Regions from separate parts of the Mus musculus genome. Here regions 2 and 3 are each linked to region 1. A link is a contact called in public promoter capture Hi-C data. All regions are on one chromosome and are shown on one strand. The core of a region is the stretch at or near the end of the contact, and the rest is flanking DNA. Distances in the headings are between cores, read along the strand shown.

What was found. Promoter capture Hi-C pulls out the DNA fragments that hold promoters and counts their contacts. Capture Hi-C pulls out chosen DNA fragments and counts their contacts.
Region 2: a promoter capture Hi-C map of liver shows a contact between it and region 1, with 2.9 times the contacts expected there. The contact joins the promoter of Ube2q1 here to the promoter of Isg20l2 in region 1. A contact is called at or near these places in 3 of 39 promoter capture datasets (liver and pre-B cells) and 2 of 9 other capture datasets (adipose tissue and liver).
Region 3: a contact with region 1 is called in a promoter capture Hi-C map of pre-B cells, with 5 times the contacts expected there. The contact joins the promoter of Flad1 here to the promoter of Isg20l2 in region 1. A contact is called at or near these places in 4 of 39 promoter capture datasets (hematopoietic stem and progenitor cells, liver and pre-B cells).

The regions. Positions count from the first base shown.
Region 1 is chr3:87,928,804-87,931,825 of GRCm38.p6, forward strand. Isg20l2 (interferon stimulated exonuclease gene 20-like 2) reads left to right here and starts at 1,511. Exons shown (of 4, transcript NM_177663.4): 1 at 1,511-1,808; 2 at 2,528-3,022. The coding sequence starts at 2,681. It overlaps Rrnad1 (ribosomal RNA adenine dimethylase domain containing 1), which reads right to left and starts at 1,392. Exons shown (of 8, transcript NM_153562.4): 1 at 1,053-1,392. The coding sequence starts at 1,163.
Region 2 is chr3:89,772,147-89,775,168 of GRCm38.p6, forward strand. Ube2q1 (ubiquitin-conjugating enzyme E2Q family member 1) reads left to right here and starts at 1,463. Exons shown (of 13, transcript NM_027315.4): 1 at 1,463-1,892. The coding sequence starts at 1,566. 4632404H12Rik (RIKEN cDNA 4632404H12 gene) reads right to left here and starts at 1,254. Exons shown (of 2, transcript NR_130957.1): 1 at 356-1,254.
Region 3 is chr3:89,410,343-89,413,364 of GRCm38.p6, forward strand. It overlaps Flad1 (flavin adenine dinucleotide synthetase 1), which reads right to left and starts at 1,539. Exons shown (of 8, transcript NM_177041.4): 1 at 1,442-1,539; 2 at 816-1,038. The coding sequence starts at 902.

The sequences.
Region 1 (3,022 bases), core at 261-2,760:
CCTTGTTAGGAAGCCGGGCGTGGGCGTGGTGGCGCATGCCTTTAATCCCAGCACTCCAGAGGCAGAGGCAGGTGGATTTCTGAGTTCGAGGCCAGTCTGGTCTACAAAGTGAGTTCCAGGACAGCCAGGGCTATACAGAGAAACCCTGTCTCGAAAAAACAAAAAACAAACAAACAAAAATGCTTTTAACCACATAGCCATCTTGTTAGTCCTAGACAAACATTTACCCTAAAACAGCGGTTCTCAACCTGTAGGTTGGGACCTCTTTGGGGGTTCACACTTCAGCTATCCCGCATATCAGGTATTTACGATTCATAACAGTAGTAAAATTACAGTTACAGAGTAGCAACAAAAGATACTTTTATAGTTGGAGATCACAACATGAGGAACTGTACTAAATGGATGGATGTAGGATCACGAAGGTTGAGAATCACCCCACCCACAAGCCTTGCTGGTGCTCTTCTGTGTGTGTGGGGGGGAGTTGGGGGGAAATGAGACATGTCTCAACACTCGTTAAGCTGGCTGCAAGTCAAGACAATTCTGCCTTAGTCTTCTGAGGGGCGAGATTACAGAAAGGTAACTTTATGTATGTCTGCCCTGTTTTGTTTCCCTCCCCTCCTTTTTTAAAGTAACATCGTCCAGTCCAGGCTGCCCTAGAACTTGTTTTGTAGCCCAGGGGAACCTTTTACTCCCGATTCTCCTGCATCTACTTCTTAGGTGACAGGATTACAAGGGTACACCACATTTGGCCAAGCACTTCCTCTTCCCCAACCCACTCTTTATTGCCTTTAGTGGAGGATATCCTATGGAACATCTCGTTTCTCGTATGTTTCTATGCAACTGTAGCATGGCCAAATGTTGGTTGTGGGGTTTCAAATGAAACAAACAAAACTTAAGTATTAGAGTCAGAAGGCTGGGTGAAAAGTATTCTAGTAGTCAACGCGTTCCTTATTAGGAAGAGATAAAAGCTGTCTCCACATTTTCTCTGCAGTGGGCTCCTATTCACCCCCCGCCCCCCAAGAAGCACCCCGCCCTCAGCCCGGTGGCCTCACGATGATGTAGGCGTCCAGGATGGAACGGTAGTGAGCTAGGACGCGGGTGAGGTCCACAGCCAGTTGCCTTCTCTCCTCATGCGAGAGGCCATGGGCTGAAACGCCCCGCATCCTGTGGCGTGAAATGTCGGTGCAAGGAGGGAGGAGGTGAGGAGACACAAGGTCGGTACCACGAAACCATGCAACCCAAACCGGACTCAATTCTGCACGCCCGACGCAAAGCAAGAACTCCGAACCCGCCCGACGACACCTCTCAGGGCGATCCCGTCCTATTACAAATCCTTAGAACAAGGCGCACTTGCCCAACGTCACGACTTCCACTGGGCCAAGCCATTTGCGCAGCCGCAGGGGACTCGGAGACGTCACAGAAGCGCGCCCAGCACCAGCTTACGGCGAGGGGGTCAGCTGCAGGTCCCACCCTCCCTCCCGGAAGTGGGACCACGGTTCCGGCGCACTCTGTTCCGCTTCCCGCGGCCCACCACCTTCGAGTTGTACCTCCACGGGGCCCGAGGGGCCGGGGAGCGCATCCCGCCCCCGCCCCCACCCACGCCGCCGCCGCCGCCACCGCCGTTCCCGCTGCTCACGCACTCCGAGTCGCTGGCCTCGCTGCCTGAGGTGGGGGCGCTGCGGGCGCGTGCGCGCCGGCCGCCTTCCCGTTGTCGCCCGCGTTCTTGCCGTCCCGGCATACGTCGGCGCGCGCCTGCGCCTGCATCCGGCTTCGGACGCTTGCGATCTTAGTGGGGAACCAACTTGGAGGTAGGTGTATAGGGTGTTCGGGAATAGTTCGTGGATCGTCAAGAATGTGGTGGCCGAGGTGGCTGGCCCTCCACTGTGTCCTTACTGTGGGAGACAGGTAAGGTATGTGAGGAGATCGCCCCCACGTGGAGCCGAGGGAGCGCGACACCTGGATTTGGTCTTCATTTCGTAGCACGCTGAGAATTCCTGGGTGATCCAGAGGGTATTTGTGTTGTTTCTTCTCACCACTGGTACTTAAAAGTCTCATCTGACGCCCTTGTTTTGACTTCATAGACATGATAGAGTCGATCTCCGTGGGTCCCACATCTTTTTATCCGCAGCCTCAGCACCCTCATTTTATGTAATTAGATTTATTATTTGTCTGAGTGTTTTGTTTGTATTTATGTATGTGTATCGTTTAATTGCCCGGGGCCTGCAGAGATCGGAAGGCATCTAGTTTTTTCTGAAGCTGGAGGTACAGATGCTGTGAACTACTACAACGTGGGTGCCTGGAACTGAACTTAATATCTCTGCGAGAGCAACAAGGTTATAACTACTAAGGCGTTTCTCCAGCCCCAGCATCTTTAGTTTTTAAAATGGCACAGAGATCCGGAGAAGGGAAATAACCCTTTTAAGACCAACCTAAAGGTGAATTGTGGAGGCTTCAGTAGTTAGCCGGGCTTTGGGGCTTGTGGAAGTTATCACTTATGTCTTCCAGAACTGATCTTCTTTTCTCTCAGGCCTATGGTGCGGGAATCAGGATTACTTTGTCCCCAAGGCTGATTGCAGACCTCCACATGTTGAACTATGGGATTCCACAGAGGATGAGCCTCTCATCCTTTTGCTATCAGTGAGCCATTCTTCCCAGCTTCCTCCCACCATCCACTGATCTCATGTCTACCATACTCCTGAATTTAGACTTTGGGCAACCTTCGAAAAAGGCATTTGGAGGAAATGCCAAACATCAACGCTTTGTCAAGAAGCGAAGGTTCTTGGAACAGAAAGGATTTCTGAATAAAAAGAACCAACCCCCTAACAAGGTGTCTAAGTTGAACTCAGAACCTCCAAAGAAAGGGGAAACTTCAAGAGTAGATGGCATTTTGAAGATCCTTCCATGCCCAAAGAAGAAAGAGGCAGCTGCCTCCAAGAGGGACTCAGAGCAGTCCAAAGACAAGAAAGCACCATTGTCTTGGCTGACCCCTGCTCCTTCAAAGAAGACTGCTTCTGTTGTGTCT
Region 2 (3,022 bases), core at 213-2,712, 1.8 Mb after region 1:
CTCTTTTTGTGTGTGATGATGGGGGAGGGTGTCAAATTTGGAGCTTCTACTAGCTAAGCAAGCATTCTACCACACCCTCAGCCCTTATTTATTAGTTATTTGGCCGAGAAAGGAGTTTACTAAGTTATCCAGGTAGGCCTTGGCCTTCTGACTCTCCTAGATAGTTGCGACTACAACCCTGTTCTGCTAGGACTGGCTTACCCTAGTATTTTATGCTTCCAGCTTGTGGACATAGGCACAAAGATGGTATGCAGCTAAATGTTCAGGCTGCTCTGGTCATTAGAAAAACCAGCCCCACCCACACACCCACACTCATCCCCCCAGGCTCAAAGAACACGAATTTCTTAAAACATACGGAGTTAAACTTGGCCTAGTAAAGCTTTCTGCTAACATCACTGAGTGAATCAGTAGCCCAGCACCAAGGTACAGTCAGCTTCCAAAAAACATAGAGGTGGTGACGGTAGACGGGCCAACGGCTCACATGATGAATTGGTCCCAAACCCATCAGGCCTTACAACATCCTGGCACCTGCCAGTTTGCAGCTCTGGGTTTCAGGACCCTCCGTTGTCCTTTGTGATAGTGCCACCTAGTGGGAACGACGAGGTACTGCCGCAAACTTCAAGCCCCGTTCAGGATCAGTGCGACGAGGTGGGAAGAAGAATAGCAGGTAGGCGTGGGTGTCGTCTATGCAACCCCTAGCTTAGTACTCTGCACTCACACATAACGAAGCCCTGTGATTCTGTGGAGGAAGCCGCACCATCTGTCCCCTCAGACGTAGCTGACCAGCGACCATACTCGATACTTCAGTATCCCTGCACAGAGCCTTTGGGAACAGGCTAAAGAGGCCTCCCCGTCTTGTACAGTGCCATTGTTGTGATGGAGAAACTGAGGCTCCCCAGGAGCGTAGATAACCCAAGGTCACACACCATAGAGGAACCGCAGGGAGATCCAAGTCCGTTTCTCCGACCGTAGCGAAAGGCGCCTTCCCGCCGCAGACGCGGAGGCCGGTGACCCGGCCCGACGACCCCCATGGGAATACAGGACAGACACGGCCATGCGCCGCACGCGGGGGCCGCGGGACGCAAGCAGGAAGCCAGAGTCCCGCGCGGGGAGCCCCTGGGAACACAGGCACCGGCCACGTGACAAGAGACGCCGGCCATGTGACAGGGAAGCGCTGGCAAAGGCCCCCCGGTGCACGGTCACGCACGACGCACGTACACGCACGGAAGCGCTTCGAGCAGCGAGGCGAGGGCCTAGGGTCACATGTGGAGGGTGACAGGCGCGGGCCGGGGGGCGGGAAAGACGCGCGGATCACGTGCCGGGGGCCGGAGCTCAGAGGTCACGTGAGGCCGGAGGCGGGGCCGCCGCGGAGGGGGAGGGGCGCGCGGCTTCCGGCGGCCGTGGGGGGGGTGGGCCGGCGAGCGGAGGGGGCCTGTCCCGGAGGTGGCGGCGGCGCCATCTTGGCGAAGGGGGGATCAGGAAGTGCGGACCGCGGCGGCGGCGGAGCCCGGAGCGGAGGCCGGAGGCTCCCGGCCCGCCGGCCCCGGAGCGGAGCGGAGCGGAGGATGCAGCAGCCGCAGCCGCAGGGGCAGCAGCAGCCGGGGCCGGGGCAGCAACTGGGGGTCCAGGGGGCGGCGCCGGGGGCCGGGGGCGGCCCGGGAGGGGGCCCGGGGCCAGGGCCCTGCCTGAGGCGGGAGCTGAAGCTGCTCGAGTCCATCTTCCACCGCGGCCACGAGCGCTTCCGCATTGCCAGCGCCTGCCTGGACGAGCTGAGCTGCGAGTTCCTGCTGGCCGGAGCCGGAGGGGCCGGGGCCGGGGCTGCGCCCGGACCCCATCTCCCCTCCCGGGGATCGGTGCCGGGGGACCCCGTCCGCATCCACTGCAACATCACGGTGAGGACCTCGCTTGCGCCACGCTGGGGGTCCCTTGTCTGGTGATCGAAATCACACCATACAACCTCCTGCTCTCGAAGGACCCGGAGGCCAGAGCCCCCCTCTTGGTGCTTGGCTCCTTCTCTCCAGGCTACACTTGTTTCTTCAGCTTGAGGTTCTGTGGTGCAGTCACAGTCTCTACTGTTGACCCCTGAGAGCAAGGGACATCGGGACATGTGGCCCCTCAACCACCTCCTCCTATGAATCCACCCACACCTCAGGTTTTATGATTTTGGCTCCTTCTGCTTACTCCTCCACAACTTTACCATGTCACCTAGAAATGACCCATTCTTCTCCCCACCCCAACTCTAATAAGATTCCAGGCCTGTGCTGGAAGGACGTAGCCTGGAACTCAGCCCGGTTCCATAATGACCCTTCTCAGTAGTTCTTTCCACTTATATGTACCCACCTGTAGGCTCCCTGCCTAGGCATCCCTCGTACAACCCCTCTTTGCTCCCTGAATTTCACTAAAGAATAGTGCCGTTCATTGACCCCACGTTGGATCTCCTCTTACTAACTCTGGTGTAACTAACCTTTAATTCCTCTTTTTGCCTTGGCTCGTAGCAGCTTTGCCACTTCCTCCCCACTCCTGGGGTCACATCTGCTTATCCTAGGTGACTGTCACCTTTTCTGGTGGTGACAGCAATGTGTGTTTTGAGCGGCAGCAGTGCCATCGCTCCCCAGTAGGCATCGTTCCATCCTACCTATCCTTGGTCAGGAGGCATCTTCCATGCGTCCTGCCTTATTTTATTCCCTAGTGTCCCTTGAGGAAATTGTTGGGTGCAATTTTATAACAGCTGGTACTGCGCGATACAGTGCTCACGTTGTTGGATAACGCCCACTGTAATGGTCTTGTCCCTCCTGGAGCACCTTTATCCACACTGGAAACGGGAGTTGCCTGGGGGGAAGACAGACGTGAATTTTGTGGTTCTTGGAGGCTTTGATTCATTTTTTTTTTCATGGTGTTTTCTAGCCCTTTCTGCCACCAAACCAGGTCGTGGTTTGGTGAGGTAACTTTGGGAGTGGAGTAATAATGAGATACTTGAGTTTTGATGGGGCCTCATCTATCCCAGCTGAGGCTTACCTCACCA
Region 3 (3,022 bases), core at 289-2,788, 1.5 Mb after region 1:
AGCTCTAAGCCAGCCAGGGATACCCAGTCAGACTCTGTCTCAGGTTTGTGTTCTGGAGTAAGGAAGAATTGGGCTAGAATCCTATCTCTTCCACTATTTTCCTTTTTTAATTTATTTTGAGACAGGGTTTCTCTGTGTAGCCCTGGCTGTTCTGGAACTGGCTATGTAGATCAGGCTGGCCTCGAACTCACAAAGATCCACTTGCCTCTGTCTCCCAAGTGCTGGAGGTTAAGGCATGTATCACTTTGTTCCTAGGACTTTGTAGGCTTGTGATCTGGGGTAAGTTTCCTAACCTCCTTGAGGCTGTTTCATAATTTATAGAGATCTGTAATAAAAACCCCAATTTCATGGAATTTTTGAAGTTTGTAAGGCCACATGTGATATAGTTAAGTGCAGACCAGCCTCTGGTAGACACTAAAAAAGATCAGGGTAACTATTACTGTTGCCAACCCATGCTTGCCACATCCTCTAACAGCACCCTGGCCGTCCAGAATAGAGTCCTTTCTTCTCTTACCTTCCTTCTAGCTCGCCTATCCAGCCTGCTGAGCTTCCTCTACTTGCTGTGCCACCTGTCACTTGTTATGTGGCTACTCTGCCCCCAGTCATACTTCGTAGCAAGTTGTAGGAAAGTTACTACCCATCTTTCAACAGAAACACTCAACCGAAGGGTCACTTTTCCTCCAATGTGTTAGGACTCACTCCAGGGCCGGACTTTGGCAAGAAAGGGGATTCCTACTCCGGTTTCCCTCCTTTCACCGTAAAGAGTCCACGACAATAGAATGCCACACTCTTCCCCTCTTCCGTTCCAGACACACCTTAAGGATCTCATCTCCAACAATGATGATGCCTGCTGTCACGCTGCGCCCTGATCCTGGGGGCAGTTCAGAGGCCCTAGATGCCATGGTCCTGCCCTCTGTGCTCTTTTGCAAGGCTTTCCAGTAGCCACTCAGAACCCCAAATTGGGGCCGTATGTACTGAGAGGCCGCCAGGTCTACAGGATGCAGGAGGCCATACCCTGAGTTCCGGGGTTGAGGGAACCTGGAAGAGCCAGAAAGGACAATGAAGACGTCAGGAGTGTACCTTCTTCCTAGAGGAAGGAAGGCTCAATCTTCTTTAGTCACCCTTACTCCGGCCTCTTTAACATACTCTTAAGCCCCAGGTTCCTAAAAACGTCTCGATTCCTATTCCTTTAAAGTGCCATGTTTTCCCAAGACCTACCACTTTAGATATCTCCGTCTGCCGAGCAGGTTTAAAATTTGCCCTATCTTGGGTATATCTGCACCTTTAAATGTCTCTTCTCTTCGGATCACCTGTCCCTTTAAATGTCTACCTTATTCTGGGCCTTAGGGTCCCTTTAAATGCATTTCTTTCCTCCCTCCGCCAATGACCAGGGCTCAACCTACTTCTGCACCCTTTCTATCCCGAGATCTCTTTTTCTCACCAGGCTTCAGATCACTGATCTCGTATCATCCCACCTCTATTTTGCCCCCTGCACAGGGTCATTCGCTCTTTCCTTTCCGCATGTCCTAGGACAGCTTCCGTACTCAAAGTCCCGCCTTACAATGCTTCATGTTGATTGGTTATTTTGGCTGTCGCTCACTCCTACCAGTGGTTCTATTGGTCTAACCGGCAATCGCTCACGCGCCTCATCGCGGAGCTAGAGGAAATGCTAAGTTGTTATTGGCAACACCATGTAGTCATCACTGTCCGGAAGTAAAAATAGGGGCCTGGCCTTAGCCCATGGAGGGCGGGACTTAAAGTGTTCTGGTACTCGAAGGGAAAATATTGGGAGGTGTTTTAAGGACTGTCGGGTGGGACTGTCGGGTGCTGCTTTGTAGTACTAGAAGAAAATGAAGGTCTGATTCTGTTTCATTCAAATATTAAAAAACAGTTCAGACAGAGCCCCAGTATATAGCCCGGGAAGTAACTTGTTTAAACCGATCAGCCTGGTCTCGAACTGCCTGGGGAGTGGTGGGATTCAAATCATGTGTTACTACACTTCATTGCATCACATTTCTCTTTCTGTCTCTACCCCTCTCTCCTCTTTCGAGATAGGGTTTCTCTGTGTAGCTGGAATTCGCTCTGTAGACCAGGTTTATTAACTCCTCCTGCTTCTGCCTCCCAGGTTCTGGGATTAAAGGCGTGGGCCACCACCGCTTGGCTTTGCCTCTTAAATTTGAGAAGGTGAAGATGGTTTTTCTTTTTTTTTTTTTTTTTCTGAGACAGGGTTTCTCTGTATAGCCCTGGCTGTCCTGGTACTCACTCTGTAGACCAGGCTGGCCTCGAACTCAGAAATCCGCCTGCCTCTGCCTCCCAAATGCTGGGATTAAAGGCGTGGGGAAGGTGAAGATGTTATTAGCATTAACAATGAGGTGTGAGCTGCAGGGTGTGGAACCTTCGTTTGTTTCTAATATAAAGGGAAAAACTACTTAAGCTTCTCTGACTTTAAAATGTAAAAACCCTTTCCTGCCCCACCTGCCTCCAGAACATCACTTCCCAATGATGGGTCCCTGGAGAGAGGGGTACGCAGGAGTACCTTGGACTCACTTTGGGTACTCACAACATTTCATTCCTACTTCAGTGCCCCTCCACCCTTTGCTTTGCTGGGGAAAAATAGCTTAATCATCTGGGTTTTTTTTTTCTTTTTTTTAAAAAAGCTTTTACTATTATTGTATGACTAGGAAGGACAGCAGTGTCCCAGCATGCAAATGGAAGCCAGAGGACAACTTTCTGGAGTCCCTTTTCTTTCACCTTTATGTGGGGCCTAGGATCTATCCCAATTTGGGTGGCGGAGTCTTACTCTTACCTGCTGAACCATCTCGCTATCCCTAGATATTACGATATGTAAATTGTGACCCAGTAGGTTTGGACGGGGTCTGACATCTACATTTCTCCTGGGATTTTCTGTTGTGACTTGGAGGCATGCTAAAACCACAATATCTTTTCAAATAAATATGCTCTCATGACATGTGGCAAACGTGTTGGGAATATGGCTTTGTGTTAGAACACTGGTCTAGCATTG